Regions from separate parts of the Rattus norvegicus genome. Here region 2 is linked to region 1. The links are chromatin contacts, called in public Hi-C maps. All regions are on one chromosome and are shown on one strand. Each heading gives the region's core, a stretch centred on a gene start, on an enhancer-like site or on the middle of the called end of the contact. The rest is flanking DNA. Distances are from core to core; before and after follow the strand shown.

The links. Hi-C and Micro-C count contacts between places; a contact is called where the count stands out from the background.
Region 2: a contact with region 1 is called in a Hi-C map of kidney, with 5 times the contacts expected there. The contact joins two enhancer-like sites. A contact is called at or near these places in 7 of 12 Hi-C or Micro-C datasets (the A7r5 cell line, Schwann cells, frontal cortex and 4 more).

The regions. Positions count from the first base shown.
Region 1 is chr18:71,064,810-71,069,950 of GRCr8, reverse strand. The region is part of intron 13 of Dym (dymeclin); the gene reads right to left. Among named protein-coding and RNA genes, the nearest start is that of Dym, 190 kb to the right of the region's middle. Within about 2 kb of position 3,135, at least 15 of the 93 cell types and tissues checked have an H3K27ac peak or open chromatin away from gene starts, as enhancers often do.
Region 2 is chr18:71,496,326-71,501,466 of GRCr8, reverse strand. All of the region lies in intron 7 of Ctif (cap binding complex dependent translation initiation factor), which reads left to right. Among named protein-coding and RNA genes, the nearest start is that of Ctif, 100 kb to the left of the region's middle. Within about 2 kb of position 3,231, at least 15 of the 93 cell types and tissues checked have an H3K27ac peak or open chromatin away from gene starts, as enhancers often do.

The DNA.
Region 1 (5,141 bases), core at 1,886-4,385:
ACAATGACTTTATGAAATTCGTAGGCAAATGGTTGGAACTGGAAAATATCATCCTGAGTGAGGTAACCCAATCACAGAAAAACACACATGGTATGCACTCATTGATAAGTGGCTATTAGCCCAAATGCTTGAATTACCCTAGATGCCTAGAACAAATGAAACTCAAGACAGATGATCAAAATGTGAATGCTTCACTCCTTCTTTAAAAGGGGAACAAGAATACCCTTGGCAGGGAAGGGAGAGGCAAAGATTAAAACAGACACAGAAGGAACGCCCATTCAGAGCCTGCCCCACATGTGGCCCATGCATATACAGCCATCCAATTAGACAAGATGGATGAAGCAAAGAAGTGCAGACTGACAGGAGCCGGATGTAGATCTCTCCTGAGAGACACAGCCAGAATACAGCAAACACAGAGGCAAATGCCAGCAGTAAACCACTGAACTGAGAATAGGACCCCCGTTGAAGGAATCAGAGAAAGGACTGGAAGAGCTTGAAGGGGCTCGAGACCCCATATGTACAACAATGTCAAGCAACCAGAGCTTCCAGGGACTAAGCCACTACCTAAAGACTATACATGGACTGACCCTGGACTCTGACCTCATAGGTAGCAATGAATATCCTAGTAAGAGCACCAGTGGAAGGGGAAGCCATGTGTCCTGCTAAGACTGAACCCCCCAGTGAACTAGACTGTTGGGGGGAAGGCGGAAATGGGGGGAGGGTGGGGAGGGGAACACCCATAAGGAAGGGGAGGGACTAGGGGGATGTTTGCCCCGAAACCGGGAAAGGGAATAACACTCGAAATGTATATAAGAAATACTCAAGTTAATAAAAAAAAAAAAAAAAAGAGCTTGTTAAGTGCGATTGTTTCTGCACTAACAGGAGGGACAGCAAGCACAGTGCGTGCACAGCACAGTGCATGGACAACAGACGTGCCGTGCCCACCTCGGCCATGACCGGATCTGACCCGCTGGGATGGAATATGCCGTTCCATAGTCTAACCCACAGGAAGACCCAGTAACTCATCTCTTTCAAACTCTTGTCAAAGGTGACATGATACTAATACCCAGTAGGTGACGTCCCCACCCAACAGCATGCCCTGAAGTACAGCTGCAGAACTCAATCCACTGCGGTCTACACACATCTGGCAGGGACCTCACAGGGCAGTTACAGCGCTCAGTATGACTTCCATCCTGTAACACACAACCGAAGTTAGACACAGCAAGGCACACGTCACACAGCACGGCCAGGGCAAGTCCATGACTGAACAATATTTGTTTTGAAATGCTGAAATTCTCTCTCTGGAATTGAATTTCCCTAAGTTACAGGCAACGAAAACTCAGACAGACAAGACAGAAGCAAAGCAGAATGACTAATAATTTTTAAAATAATGTTACATAATTACTATAATTATTACTGGTAAAGCTTGTTGAGAAAAATAGGTAATATTCAAGATCTGTCAATACATGATCCGGAACTACATTACCAAAACCGAGAGTGACTTTAAGAGACACTCACTGACAGGACAGTTGTCCCTCAGAAGGCATCCCTGTACACTTCTTTCCTGTGTTTCTAACTTTAGAGTAACTTGGTGAGAAAAATATTTAAGTAGATATAACGTGAAAAGACTTCTAAAGGTGGGGTTGGGTAAAGATTTAGCTCAGTGGTAGAGCGCTTGCCTAGGAAGCGCAAGGCCCTGGGTTCGGTCCCCAGCTCCGTAAAAAAGAACCAAAAAAAAAAAAAAAAAAAAGAAAAAGACTTCTAAAGGCAAATTTTCCCAATTTTGATTAAATTCACCAACGTGCTATTTAGCAGGCATAACTAAACTCAACATTTAATTCAAGGATGATCTTTATTCCCAATTTTAACTTACATTTATACCTACTTCATGGGTACTTTAAAGATAACTACCTCATATAAATTTAACTGTATTGAAAGACTTTAAATGGGCTACAATTAGCATACATTTCTTATCATTACAGTATTTCCCCTTCTCTATCAGAAAAATATATTCTGCAAAGAACAGAAAGAGACTATTTGATGTGGCAGGATTTAGGTTGTCTTTTTTTCTGTTATATTTCTTAGTGTCTGGAGAAAACCATATAGGCAGCAGGTCCTATACCAATCCGGTTTTAAAAAAAAGACTCCTACAGTACATGTCACTAATTTATGTCAGTGTTTGGATTCGAAATACTATCTATGAGAAAATCCACCCGAAAAGAGGAATTACCTGGAAGTAAGCAGGGACGGGCAGAGTGGCAGCTGAGGGTAACTCTGGCCTGTCAGAAGGTGAAGACGTTTCCTCAGGGAACCGCTAGAAAGTGCTCACCCTGTGGAAGCTCCCAGGGCAGTCACAGGAAGAACGGCAGGGAGAGTGCAGGGAACGCCACCACAGAGCCTGGCACCTAAGCCATGCACAGAACTTACAGGAAAGCCATGTTCTAGATGTTCTGGATCCTAACCAGAACGCTGCGATCTCCTTGCCTGGTACTTGGTTAGTCTTTGTGAGAGTCACAGGAAAAGGAAGTCTTAATTGGAACTAGCGGTTTGAACTTGTAAATTTTTTTTAAAATTTAAAACTTGGTAATTAGTGTGTGTGGTTTGCTCACATAATGCATGTAAACAGTACATATCTGCCACTGTGTCTGTGTGAAGGTCAGAGGACAGCCTTGTGGGACTGGTTTTGGTTCTCTCTTCCTGCCTTTATGTGGGCTCCGGGGAATAGGTCCCCGGCCTGCTAGGTCAGTGTTTTCAGTCACTCAGGCACTGCTGGCCCTCGTAAAACCTCACTTTTCCAATCTCTGCTAGCTGCATTAGTATTTCTAAAAAAATCTCCAATCCGTAAAAACTTTATACATTTATGTCTACTTCCTTTGACCCTGCATGTGATCAGGTACTAATTTACTTTGCTCTGCACATACATGTTTGCTTCTGTGCACAGATGTTCAAGGGCGCATAGGCCCAGTCTTCCTTTCCTCTGCCTCAAGTACCCTGCAATGTCTCTCCTGCCGATGGCCACAGTGTTAGTCACTCCTGGTGCTTGTTTCCCTTCTGACTGTATTCATGTATATAATATCCTGTGGGTTAAAGTTTAGAAATACTCTTCCTAGAGAACACAAACCAAGTATATTCACAGGAAGTCCACAGGAAACCCTGACTATGACTCACTGTGAGGCACAGGAGCAACCCCTTTCCCGTAGCCTACAAACCAAACACAAACCAAGTAAGATCTCCACGTCTAACTTCTCTGGCCTTAACTAAAGTCCTGCTAGTTCAGTTCCATTCAATTCCCAACAAAGCTCACAACTGTGCTGTCTTCAGCCAAGTTTTCTAAATAATAAAACCCAGAGGGGAAGACAGGAAGGGAATGTGTGGGGATGGGAGACTGGAAGGCAAAGGGAGAATAGAGTCAGAACAACCTCAGAATTTGCCCTTCCCTTCAACAACCTCGCTAGTGTGAGGCCCTGCACTCATTACCCCCAAGGCCTGTAAGAGTCAGCCTCTGGTCAAAATGCCTTCAAACACCGCTGGGGCAGTGCTGTAGTGATGCGTACTCCACAGTTCTCACTGAAAATGCCCTTCAGCACCGTGTACCCAACCAGTAGAGCTGGCAACAAAGCACTGAATGCTTCTAAACATCTTCAATAAAATGCTCTTAGCGATATCGTGACCCATGCAAGAAAACGAGGATCAGCTGGGCGGTGGGGGCACGTGCCCTCAATCCCAGAGGCAGAGGCAGTGACAACCCAGTCTACAGGATGAGTTCCAGGACAGCCAGGGCTACACAAAGAAACCTTGTCTCAAAAAAACAAACAAACAAAAACAAAACAGAACAAACAACTCAACCAACCAAAACAGCCAGACTGAAATACAGCTCATTACCATAATTCCCAATAATTATGTAGGTGTCTATCAATAGACGTAAAAAATGTCATTATCTCAGGACAAACTCAAAGCTGAGTTTATGCTGTAGACAAGAAGACAACTGCCTGTTTAAAGAAGCGAACTTAGCCTTGAGCCTCCTGGTCCCTCTGTGTTCAAGTCTTGGAGATAAATCCATGCTCTGTGCTCCCTCTGCTGGCTCTGTAGCTATGGCTGATCCCAGTCATGGGAGATTTGCTATGCAATCCCATTAGAACACACTGGAAGGAACTAGTTTGCTCTGTTTGGGATCTTTTTTTTTTTTTTTTCTGTTTGGGGTCTTAAACATGTAAGCCAGCTCTCCTTCGTGTCTGAGGAACAGACATGTGACATAATGAAATTAAACTAACAGTATTCTCAGAGGCGAACACCCGGCCTCTGACTCCCCACACAGTGCAAGAGCTGTGTCACCTGCTGTCTAAAACGTGAGGCACGCTATCTGCCAGACAGACTGTTTCCTGTCCTAGCTATGACTGATAAGAGAATGAGACCAACAGTGCATGGTGCCCAGTTTAAGGAGGCAACTGGAGATTTTCCAACACAGCAAACACTTAATACTTCTCCTAATCTGCTTCAGCTATTTACTTAGAACCCAAATCACAGGTTTTGACTTGGATCCATGGTCATACTATAATGTCTTCAAGTCAATAAGGAGAACATGGTCATTTTGCTGTTCTTGTCAATAACAAAGGCAACTAGGAGAAGGAAACGCAGGCAATAAGGTGACCATCCAAACAGTGACCAGTACAGGGCTGGGACTTCCAAGAATTCACCATCAAGAGTGTCTCTAGGGCTCAGTGGGGAAAGCATCACCACCAAATCTTTATGACTTTGATCCTCAGAATCCACGAGGTAGAAGGACAGAAGTGACTCTCACATGTTATCTTCAGATTTCCAAACATGTGTCAGGGCATGTGTGCACACCCCATACATAATAAACACATAATTTTATATAAAACGAGTAATCTACATTGTACACATTCCTGTCCCTGTTTCAGAGAAAAGGTAAGAAACATCTCTACTGTATCCTCTGACTACAGCTGCTTGTTGTTCTGTTCATTCTTGATCAAGAGAGACACTAACAGCAAATTACACTCTCCCAGTATAATACCCCATCTCCTAGAAAAATGAAAGCTTTGGGCAAAAGATACCAAGCATAAAGCTGTTTTAATTCCTTGTTCATGACTAGAGTGGAGAGGTTAATCTTCAGTTTCAGTAGA
Region 2 (5,141 bases), core at 1,982-4,481, 430 kb before region 1:
TCAGTAAGTTCTTTTGAGCTATGCCACCCCTGCCTCTCTCTCTTTCCCTTTTCCTCCCTCTTAGTGCCCGTCACACGCGTGCTATATTGATCGTACGCTTCTGTTCCCTCGCACACTAGTGGTTAGCTGCACGTGGGCTCGAGGTTGGATGTAAATGATCCTCGGATTGCGCTTGTCCCCAGGGTCTCACAGTCCCTCTGTACCTTGGTCCAGGACATTTATCTCCACCTCGTAGGTGCTGGGAACAGAATCTGTATGTCCTGTCCCTGAATTCTCATAGCCGTCCGTGACAGGTTCGTTCCATCATGGTTTTTCTGGTCTGGAGAGCTGGCGTCAGTTACCTTGAGCGGAACCCACAGCTTACAAAGGGAAGTCAGAGTTAAGAGTTTGGACAGCCTGGCCCATTTGTAACTGGCAAGGAAGGGGCAGCAGTTCCCCAAACCAGTTTTCTGACTCTAGGCAGCCCAGGACGTCACATGCCACTTCTTGATGGGCACAGAGAAAGTGGCCATCTTTTTTCTCTCTACTTCTAAAAGTAATCCGTGCGGAAAGAGGTGGAGAAAATCGGAGGGAAATCCCTACTCTGGTTCTGAGGAAGGGTCAACTGTGAGTGTTCCTGTTAAAAATCAGACAGGTTTCCAAAGTTCCCCCCTCCCTGCTGCCTGAAGGCAAGTTCCTCCCTACGAGAGCCCCTCATCTCTCCATCCTCCATCCCCCCCCGCCCAGAGTTTCCTCAATTAGGACAAAAATAGGACAAAAATAAAGAAGACCAGAAGCTCTTCAATCCCGGGCTTCCTGTCTGAGGCCCCAGGTAGCAGGGCCCGTGGGGACCGGAGAGCAACGTGCTAGTGAGTCGAGACTATTGTTATTTTCGCCACTTGTGAGTCTTTTATAGAAATGACTGGGAGTTGAGACTTCTGCTGGTGACAACCAGGCAAGGCCCTTGGGAAGAGGCAACTGGCTGAGTCTGAGCCAGTTCTCACGGGTTCTTCCCTTCCCATTCCCATAGGCAACAGAATACAGGGAGCCAGCATCTGAGGTGGCAGCAGCCTTTGGAACTGGGTAGGGCTGGCTTCAAGAGGTCCAAGGAGCCCGCCATGACCCAGAATGAGGACGGGTCTGGCAAACTGCAATCCACACACTAAGTCTAGTCCTTGTGCCTATTTTCGCAAGTTTTATTACCGTGTAGCCTCTGCTCTCTCTTCGCTCACCGGCGGTGGCAGCGTTGGTACTTGTAGAGCTGTATAGCTCTGACTCCAAGCCCACACTATTTCCTGTCCAGTCCTTTACAGAAGGAGGTTGCCAGATGCTGGCCTGAGACATCGATGGGAAGAAAGCCACCACCGTGGAGCATCATACACCTCATCCAGAATAATCCTTTTGGGGCCTCCATTTCTCCAGCGGCACAGTGAGGGTCATATACCTGTTTGGCGTCATGAAAGTAGGCTAGAGTTCAAGGTGGAAGCCACCCAGAGATAGGCAGGCATTGATAAGCTGCCTTTTCAAAGTGCTTCCTTCACAGGCCCAGCTCCGATCATAGTGAACGCACAAGGACAGGCTTGACAGACAAGGAGCCATTCTTGGGTGTCTTGGAGTTACTTAGGACAGGGGTTCTCTTGGATTCCTGTGGCTCCCTCAGACTAAGTGCTGCGAGAATGTTTGCCGCCAGCTCACGAGAGAGGGGCTGGGAGCTTCTCCCAGGCACCTGTTCCTCTTTGTTTTCAGGCACATCCCTTTGTCACTCCTTCCCAAAGCTCCCTCTCTCTCTTCTTCAAAGCTCTCCTGAGTAAATCCGGCCCCAGAGCCTCCCTGGGCCTCCTAGGGATCTGATGCTAGGCCGGTTTTGAGCGTGTCTAATGTTTCCTGACTCCTCGTGTGTCTGTGCTTCCCAGAGGAGGGGGAAGCCTTGAACCCAGCCTTGGTTATCGGGGGTGGGGGGGTGAAGGGTGTCAGGAAGAAGAGAACTCAGCATCATGGGGAAATAAGCAGGTACAGAATGGAAGGAGGCTGCAGAGAGTACGGTTGGGGCCTTCTGGAGATGCGTCAGGATTAGAGCGGAGGCTCGAGGCCACATAGCCGGATGTTCTTGAGTGGGATAAAAGAAGACTTTGGGAAGCCATGGATTGAGCTCGATTGAGACCTCCTAGAAGAGGTCACTGGGAATTTCTACAGTTGTACATAGCTCCCAGCAGCCACCAGGAAAGAAGATTGGCTACTCAGTTCGGGCCAGGCTGGGGACTGTGAATGACATATCTTGCTGCCACTGGAAAGGTTATCTGTTCCATGTCCTGCTTTGAGCCAAACCATACCCATAATCCTTTCCAGAAGGCTCCATCAGTCATGAGGGGATATATAGTCAACATGGACTGGAGAGCCTTTGTGGGAAGTCGAGCCCCAGGCCTAAGGGAGGCCAGGATAAACACTACCTCCTCCAGGGCTAATTTAGGACAAGAACACCTGCTCTTCCCTACCCCGCTGGAGGGTGAGCAGGTGGGTCTTGGCTTCCCAAGATGGCCAGCAGAGGTGCCGAGCAGTCAGTGCTGGGAGCAGACCATGAGTTGGCCCACTAGGCCTTACTTGTGGGTGCACAGAGATAGTGTGTCTTCTGACACTAATCTCTGCTGGGAGAGCACCTATGGGCGGGTCGGTCTCACCCTTCCCTGTGGCCTCACCACTCACCTTGTGGCAGTTTGCAAGAGCAAGACACACACACACACACACACACACACACACACACACACACACACACACACACACACTTCAGTGAGGGTGGGACTGGTGGCTTGGGCCAGTTTTGTAAGCTAGATTGCATGCTGGTCTACCACCTGCTCGCGCTCTCTCTCTCTCTCTCTCTCTCTCTCTCTCTCTCTCTCTCTCTCTCTCTCTCTCTCTCTCTCTCTCTCCTGAGATCTGCCAGCGGAAGGAGCCCTGAAGCCCAGGGAAGGGGAAGGTGTTGTGAGAGTGTAAAGTAGCCATTATTCCTTTATGAGCCAGGGGCGCGCTTCTGGTCTCCTTCCTGGCAGCAGTAGGATTGAAGGCGGGAGAAGCCGGTTATTTTCATTTACCCAGGCTTCTGTCTCCAGGAGTGGCGGTGGGGGCGGACAGGGCTACGTGCTCTCCAGCAGGCATTTGTGAATGGGCCCCAGCTCCCAGGCCAGCACCAGCAGGCGGCCCCCCCGGGACGCGCACTCTCACTGGCTTGATGTCGCTTTTTTCTGGTATTGCAGTCGCTGGGTGGAGGAAGCCTTCTTCTGGCCCAAGAACAATACCAGGGTCAGCGCAGGGACCTCCCTCCTACACCCTCTTCCTTCCATTGTGAGTCGCTGCACAATCCCAGGCCTCCAAGTCCTGCCCAGCCAGTTGGGGGCTGGTGGTGTCAAGCCTAAGAGAGACCAGCGATGTGTGTGATGGTGTAGTCACCTGAGCTGGGGGGCTTGGGGAAGCATAGGGCCAGATCAAGCATATTCAAATGGCTAGTGTGCTCCTGTGCTTTGCAAGGGGCTGCCAGCAGGATGAGGCCTGCGGATAAGGCCTCTTCACCCAGAGAGTCAGAGTACACATGCATAGAGAGAGAGAGAGAGCAAACAGGGGTTGCCCCTTCCGCGTCACTGGGGTGTACACATTAATCTGCCCCATGTGTTTGAGCTCTTAGCTGAACACACACTTTCCTCAACTCTGCATCAGGTTCTCAATCAAAGTGGGGTTCCCCTTCATTGGCATCAGAATTCCCCTGGAAACTTACCAGAAGCACAGATTCCTAACTTCTGGATTTCTCTTCCCTTCAAGTGAACTAGAAGATCTTTGTTTTAACAGACTTTCCAGGGGGGCTGTCGTGAATGCTGTTGTGTGAATCGTCACTTGCGGTGCTGGCATTAGAACCCAGGACTCCTTGCACGCTAGGCCTACACCCTACTACTGCATTCCCAAGCCTCATACTTGTAGCATCAGAACCAGATAGCAAATAACAAAACCAAATAACAAAAACAGCAAATGTGGATTTATTTGGTGGAGGCGGGGGTGGGGATGAGGATGGGGTGGGATGTGTGTGAAGCATGGAGACGAGATTTGGGTGTGTGTAGCCCAGGTTGGCCTCAAAGCGTTCACATTGCTACCTCAACTTGCTAGATTGCAAGTGTGTGTCCCGTAGCAACGGCTCTTAATAACTTGCTGATAATTTGCTGAGTGGTTGATATAACCTAACCCTGCCTCCCTGCCTCCCCTCCATCAGTGGCTAAGATTTTGATGGCTTTGGTTGTTTTTGTTTGTTTTGTGGTTGTGGTTTCTTCTTCTTCTTCTTCTTCTTCTTCTTCTTCTTCTTCTTCTTCTTCTTCTTCTTCTTCTTCTTCTTCTTCTTCTTCCTCTTTTTCTTCTTCTTCTTTTTCTTCTTCTTCTTTTCTTCTTCTTCTTCTTCCTCTTCTTCATCCTCCTCTTCCTTCTCCTCCCCCTCCTCCTCTTCCTCCTCCTCCTCTTCCCTCTCTTCTTCCTCTTCCTACTCCTCCTCCTCCTCTCCCTCCTTCTCCTCTCCTTCCTCCTCCTCTCCCTCCTCCTCCCCTTCCTCCTTCTCCTCTCCCTCTTCACCACCACCACCACCACCACCATCATCACCATCATCATCAATTTTCTCAAATGAAGAATCCTGCTATATTTGGTGATCTGGAATGGAGATTTGTGAGTTCTGGGTTAGGGGATACAGGGGGGACACAGCCCCCCAGTGTTCTGTCATTATTGGCTGTGTTCCAAATGACTCCTAAACCTGGAGTCCGCTGGAGACCAGGGGTTCTGGGTGGGGCTCCTTACTGTCATCAGAGCAGTCGAAGCTGAGTTCAGCCATGGGAACATCAACTGGGTAGACAGTCGGTGGCAGTTGGTCTGTACATGGACGGAAACCGTGTAGCTATTCTGGGGAGTCCCTTCCTTCTGCTCCTGCTTCACATATGCAGATGAGCCATTCTCCATGTATACTGCACGCCCATCCACTGTGGAAGAAGCCATCCCCAAGCTCATCGCTTGTCAGCAGAAAGCCCTTCCTTCACACACTGAGCCGGCAAACAAAAGCCAGTCCAGGAATAAACCTGCAAACAAACTTCTGTCTCCAAAGGAAGCCATCATGAGTCAACACTAAAGAGGCAGGCCCTGAGCTC